2 separate regions of the Rattus norvegicus genome follow, and region 2 is linked to region 1. Evidence: chromatin contacts called from public Hi-C data. All regions are on one chromosome and are shown on one strand. Each heading gives the region's core, a stretch centred on a gene start, on an enhancer-like site or on the middle of the called end of the contact. The rest is flanking DNA. Distances are from core to core; before and after follow the strand shown. Region 1 has its middle 30 kb from the start of Cdc23. Region 2 holds the start of Gfra3 (GDNF family receptor alpha 3).

Evidence for each region. Hi-C and Micro-C count contacts between places; a contact is called where the count stands out from the background.
Region 2: a Hi-C map of kidney shows a contact between it and region 1, with 2.3 times the contacts expected there. The contact joins the promoter of Gfra3 here to the enhancer-like site in region 1. A contact is called at or near these places in 3 of 12 Hi-C or Micro-C datasets (hepatocytes, kidney and liver).

The regions. Positions count from the first base shown.
Region 1 is chr18:26,560,553-26,563,806 of GRCr8, forward strand. No RefSeq gene overlaps it. Among named protein-coding and RNA genes, the nearest start is that of Cdc23, 30 kb to the left of the region's middle. Within about 2 kb of position 1,684, at least 14 of the 93 cell types and tissues checked have an H3K27ac peak or open chromatin away from gene starts, as enhancers often do. A contact at or near this core is called in hepatocytes, kidney and liver, where this site is marked.
Region 2 is chr18:26,598,732-26,601,985 of GRCr8, forward strand. Gfra3 (GDNF family receptor alpha 3) reads right to left here and starts at 1,494. Exons shown (of 8, transcript NM_053398.1): 1 at 1,357-1,494. The coding sequence starts at 1,438.

The DNA.
Region 1 (3,254 bases), core at 434-2,933:
AGAGATGTCTCGGTGGTTAAGAGCTTGTGTTGCTCCTGGAGAGGACTTGGTTTTATTCCTAGCCCTACATGGTGGCTCGAAACCATCCAAACTCTAGTTCCAGGAGATCCAACAGTCATGCACACAGTGCACATACACACATGCAGACGATAAGTCATACTCATAAACATAAAATAAGTTATCAAGAAAGGAAGGAAGGGAAATGTGGACCTGTGAGAGACAAATCCAAACCATAAACTTATCGCCTTATACTAACCACCCTCCCACCCTCAATTCCCTCCACCCGGACCCCAAGCTCAGCCAGAATGGGAGGGAGCTTGGGAAATGTGGGGTGAGACAGGATTAGGGGATAGGGTGGACTCCTGTAACAAAGTAACCTGAAGAGAGCTGCAGATGTGAGGGAAAACTAGTGTCGGGTTCCAGCTCCATAAATGTCTTTAATTCAATGGGCAGATGCACAGAAAGTGTTAGCACAATTCCTGGTAGCTAACATGAAGGTGGCTATAGTTCATCTATTTCTAGCTGGGAAAACCAAGATTCCAAGATTCAAATAGATTAACAGATCTGTTCCAGCAACGAGGCTGGGCATCTGGAAGATCAGGGCAATCTTGAGAAAGTCAATTCCTTTCTTTCAGCCTTAATTCTCCTTCCTAGTCTTTGGATTGCTAAGGAAATTCACTCTTTCTGCAAATATTTACTGAGCACCCGTTGCATTCCGGGCCCTTTGCAGATAAACAAGACAGACAGACACACAATTCTCACTCTGCTGTGGTTAACAGTCTGGGTGGAGGGGGGAGGTGCGTAGAAAGGCATGCAATTAAACTCAGGTGACCATATAGTGGCATAGGTAAATGCTGCAAAGAACCAAGTGCTGTGAGGGAGGATGAGGTGGTCTGATCTAGTCTAGGGAAGTCAGGGCCTTGTAACTTGCAGAGGATCCTAGCAGAGCCAGCGGGGCGAGCAGCTCAGGAATTGCTGGAACCAGAAAAGCTAAGGCTGGCAGGGACTACGCCTCACAAGCTCTCTGAAAGACCGGGTCTTCGCACCAGGGCCCTGCAGGGCAGGTCCATATCGCAGGTCCCAGGCCCAGGTTCCCCGCCCTGGGCCGCTGCTGATCCTGCGCGCACTAATGCGTATCGAATTTTCGTTGAGTTGGCCCGCGCCGAGTGTGCAGCGGTGCTGCTGCCAGAGCTTCCTAATTCCCTTTGCATCGATCCCGCCGTTAATGACATAACCTTTTCCTCTAATTAACTGACGACTGCATTAGCGGCCAGCAGCTCGCAGCCCGCCGCCCCCTCCCCCCTCTTCCTTACTCTCCCCACCCTCACTCCCCCACCTCTCCCGCGCGCCCGAGCTGCGCTACAGGCTGAGGGACCCAGAGCAGTTGCTGCACTAACTGGAGGCAGGTCGGCGCCCAGAAGGGACAGAGGCAGGAGGATTGGGCCAACTTTCCAACAGCTCAATCACCGTTATTCGTGTTGTTGTTGTTGTTGTTGTTGTTGTTGTTGTTGTTGTTGTTGTGTTCCAACACCGCACAGAGCACTTAACATACTTTCGCCTCTGATTCCTTATAATGACTCAAGAGACACATAGTGGAAATTGGGGCTGGTAGGAGGAGGGAAAACACAGGAACCACAGATGTGGAGTAAGCCACTGGGAAGGCGGGGCTTCTAGCCCTGTTCACCTTAGACTTCCGAGTCAGTGTTGTAACGCTAGGGTGCTTGGGAGAGTAGCAGGCAGATAGCTGAGCGCTCAGTAACAGGAATGCTGAAACTCCAATTCGTGTTTATTCTCTCTTGCTTTACCTTTCCAGGACGTCCATTTCACAGACCTGGCCAAGCTTTCGCTTTGTTCTTAATTATTTAATTACATTTTATTTCTTTTGTGTTCAGAGGGGGTCGCCCGTGTGTCACAGCATGTGTGGAGGCCAGAAGACAACTTGCCGGAGTTGGTTCTCTCCTCCCACCATGCAGGTCCCCAGAATTGAACTCGGGCTCTCAGTTTAGCAGCAAGTGCCTTTATGTGCTGAGCCATCTCGCTGGCCTTTGCTTTACATTTTTATCTTTTTTTTTTTTTTTGCCCCGGAGCTGGGGACCGAACCCAGGGCCTTGCGATTGCTAGGCAAGCGCTCTACCACTGAGCTAAATCCCCAGCCCCACATTTTTATCTTTTATTCGTTTTATATGACTGTGTGGAGAGTGGAGGATAACTTGGGGGAGCCAGTTCTCTTCTTCCCCACGTGGCTTTCCCAGAACAGGGTCATGAGGCTTAGGAGCAGGTGCCTTTGCCTGGGGCACCCTCAGGTTGGCCCTGGTTTTGATTTTGAATCAAGATCCCCCTGTCCAGGAGGCCTGCAACTTGTGATCCTCCTGCCTCAGCCACTGGAGGGCTGGGATTATAGACATATGCCAACGAATCCAGAAAGTGGTTATGTTTTGGAATTCCTTAGGTGGCAGAGAAAACAGAGAAAGTTGTCTTGCCAAACATAAAAACAGAGTTCCAGATTTTATATACTCTGCAATTGCTATCTCTCTGTTTATCTCTGTCTGTCTCTGTCTCTCTGTCTCACTTTGCCTTTGCCTTTCTGTCTGTCTCTGTCTCTGACTTTCCCGGTGTGTGTGTGTGTGTGTGTGTGTGTGTGTGTGTGTGTGTGTGTTTTGTGTGTGTGTGTTGTGTGTATATGTGGTGTGTGTGTGTGTGGTGTGTGTATGTGTGGTGTGTGTATGTGTGGTGTGTGTATGTGTGTGTGTGGTGTGTGTGTGTGGTGTGTATATGTGGTGTGTGTATGTGTGTGTATGTTGTGTGTGTGGTGTGTGTCTGTGTTCTGCGTATATGTGGTGTGTGTGTGGTGTGTGTCTGTGTTCTGCGTATATGTGGTGTGTGTGTGTGTTGTGTGTCTGTGTTCTGCGTATATGTGGTGTGTGTGTGTGTGTGTCATTATTTTCTGAGAGACTCTCAAGGAGCCTGAACTGGCCTTGAACTTCTGATCTCCCTGCATCAACCTCCCACGTTTTGCAATTTCAGTCCTAAAATGTAATGTTCTAAAAATTTCTACTGGGACGGGAGAGATGGCTCAACAGTTCAGGGCACCAGTTGCTCTTGCGGAAGACCTAGGTTTGGTTCTCAGCACCCATGTAGTAGCTTACGTTCATCCTTTACTCTAGTTCCAGAGAATCTGATGCTGCTTCTGACCTCCTCAGCCACCAGGCACTATACATGCATGTGGTACACACACACACACACACACACACACA
Region 2 (3,254 bases), core at 244-2,743, 38 kb after region 1:
GAGTCTTTCCATGGATTATTATGGTCTTTAGGCTTCTCTTCCTTGGGGTAGACATGGTTCTACATCAGGTCCTGAACTATTTAATGCCAAAAAAAAAACTGGTACTGTATATCACTTACGCTCTGGGGAAGGCACTGTACTGGGCACCTTGCTGGGGGAGCCATATGACCTGATGGGAGCTCCTTACACTGAATCTGTGGGACCCCTGACAGTGGGAGTGGCTGTCTCTGACTCTTGCCTGCTCTTGGGACTCTTTTCCTCTGTTGGGTTGCCTTGTTCGGCCTCAATATGAGGCTTTTGCCTGGCCTTATTGCATCATACTTTGTCATGTTTGGTTGTTTTCTCTTGGAGGCCTGCTCTCTTCTGAAAGGAAATGGAGGGGGAGTGTATTCAGGGGAGAGAAAAGGTGGGGGAAGTTGAGAGGGGAGGAAACTGTGGTCAGCTTGTATATTGTGACAGAAGAATCTGTTTTCAATTCTAAAAAAGTATTATCAAACAAATGGATTTCAACAAGAATAAAGAAAGAAACAAAGGAAGAAAGAAAAGAAGAGAGAAGTCCCCACAAGTAAACAAGCAACAACCACCCCTGTACTCAGTGAGACTGGGGCTGTAGCTCAGTTGTGTGTTAACCCGACAGCACCTTTGGTTCCATTCCCACACAGCATAAACCAGGAGGGTGTGGCGTCACACATCAGTAATTCTAGCACTTGGGAGGCAGAAAGCAGGCGTCCAAGGTCATCTTCTTAGACACAGCTAGTTCCAGGATAGGTCCACTGAATGAAACTCCGTCTCCAAATAAATTAATTAAAAAAGCACATCCCAGTGTAGGAAGAGAGCAGGTTGGCAGTAAACTTCTCAACAATAAAACCAGGTGGTGAGATTAGCAAAGTTAGGAAATTTCCAAGCCTATTCTGTGGCAAATTCTTTCTTTACCTCTACCTAGTTTCTGCTTCCCTTAAGCGGGATAGAAGAGTTGAAGGCCACTTAAGAGCCAGAGGCTGCCTCTGATCAGATTCTCCTCACCTCCCCGGAGTACTGACTCGGTCGTGTCCTGGTTGCAGGTTGTCCCATGACTGCTTTAGATGCACCTCAAAAGAGGGAAGAAGTAGAAGCAGGGACGAGGAGACGCTTGGGTGGCCAGAATTTTCTACCTACATGAGTCCACACTCTTGTATAGTCTTGGAAAACAGACCCTTTCTAACACTCTGGGCTTCCTACTTCAGTTCCCGAGACTCAGGGACAGAGGAACGCGACCAAAAGCTGTAGCTTTCTCAGCAGCAGCAGCCTGTGTTCACCACCTGCCTGCCCTACAGCCCGAGGGGTTTCTGGCCGAGCGAGTGCACGGGAGACACTTACCTGTTCCAAGGGGTAGCCACAGCGACAGCACCAGTAGCAGGATCACTAGCGGCGGCGGTCGCGGGCTCCGGGAGAGCCCCATGGCGGGTCTGGACGCCGCGGACCCGGCAGCGCTCTGCCTGTGCTGGGCGTCGCGGCCCCCTGCCTTGGTACACCGGACTCGGGCGAGCTGGGCTCCCTCGGCCGACACCTCCCACCGCTGCCTCCCGCCCTCCTCGCGGCGCCACTAGTCTCCTACTAGGGTCCTGGGCACCGCCCTCCAACTCTGAAGCGCTCGCGGCAGCATCGGGCGGCTATTACTCCGGGACCCAGAGTGGGATGAGACTTTAGGGCCGCTTGGGGTCAACAGTGTGCACACTAGAGTCTGCCTACCTACTGTCAGCTGCCAATTAACCCTGGCAGTACTGCTGCTAAGTGTCTGTCAGAAACAAAGCTCCTCTTTCTGACCCCGTCTGCCCATCCAGGAACAATAAGCTCTACAAATGAAATATTGTAACAACACTTGAACCAACCAGGTGTAGTGGCTCACTTCTGAAATCTCAGTACTCTGGAGGTGAAATCAGGAAGACTGCTGTGAGCTGATCCTAGCCTGACTTACGTAATGAGTTCTAGACCTGTGAACAAACCAAAGCCAAACCAAGCCAAAAAACCTTGAACTATCACCAGAGTATCTTGTTTTCTAGTGTGTATGTGTGGTTATGTGTGTGTGTGTGTGTGTGTGTGTGTGTGTGTGTGGTGTGTGCTCTTATGTGTGTATGCTTATATGTGTGTGTGGTTGTATGTGTGTGATTGTGTCATTTGGTTGTGTGTGTGTGTGTAGTTGTATGTGTGTGGTTGTGTCTGTGTGTGGTTGTGTGTGTATGTGTGTGAATTTGCACATCTATTATCTCATTTGTCCTTAAGTATTTCTAAGGGTAAGATTTTATGATTATTAAAATCAAGATTCTGAAAACTGGTCCCCACACTGGTGAAATGACTGAGGGAGCATAACCAGGGCAGATCTTGGGAGTTTTGCTAAATTATGCTACTCCGCTACTCTGGAATTAAGCCCCTTTGACCTATGAGAGCAGTCCAAAGGTATTCCGAATACTCTAGCAACTTCTTCCCCCAATCCCAGCTAAACAGAGTAAGTACTGACCAAAACTAAGATGTGGCAGTTTGTAGAGTGAGTGCCCAGCACAATACTCAGAGGAGGAGCTAGGGCTGCTGAAAGTTCAAAGCTAAAGCAGTCCGGACTAGAGACCCTGCCCCCAACACACCCCGCCCCATCGAATCCTACCTCCTCCCACCTCTAGTCACTGAAGAGAGTGCCTTAAGACACCACTTTTCCTGACCACTGTCAGATGAGGAGAGTTTGTGAGCAAGTTACTGTACCAGGATTAAACTAGTTAGAAACTGCCATGTCCAGGTGGCAGCCTGTCACCTGTGAGGACATGGAAAATCATCCGGCCTGGGCCTGATTCCCACCAGCTTCCAGAGTAAAAACTGACTTGGAAAAATTAGCAGAGTGGAGAAAGAAAGACAAGAGCAAAGGATGGTGCAAGAGGAGGGTCCATCCCCTAACCCTCCACCGCCAGCACCCCCACCTTCCACAGCCTGGCAGAGGGCCAGCAGGGAGGGTATGGTGAAGTAGAATCTAAACCCGAGATTTATTGACTGCTTAGTCTGAATATGGCCATCCTGCTGTGGCCTCTGGGGGGCATTTGCAGATGTAATCAGCCCAGAAAGAAGAGTCATTCCAGCCAGGGGTGTAAATCACCCTTCACAAAGCTAGAAGAGAGACATGTGGCCCTAGATAAGGAGAGGATTGAAGTGGCCTCTGTGCCCTTCCCTCCCTTCTCCTGCCCAGCGGGGAGCTGGCTCCTGATCTGTAATGCACTTTAAATGGAGTTTGTGCT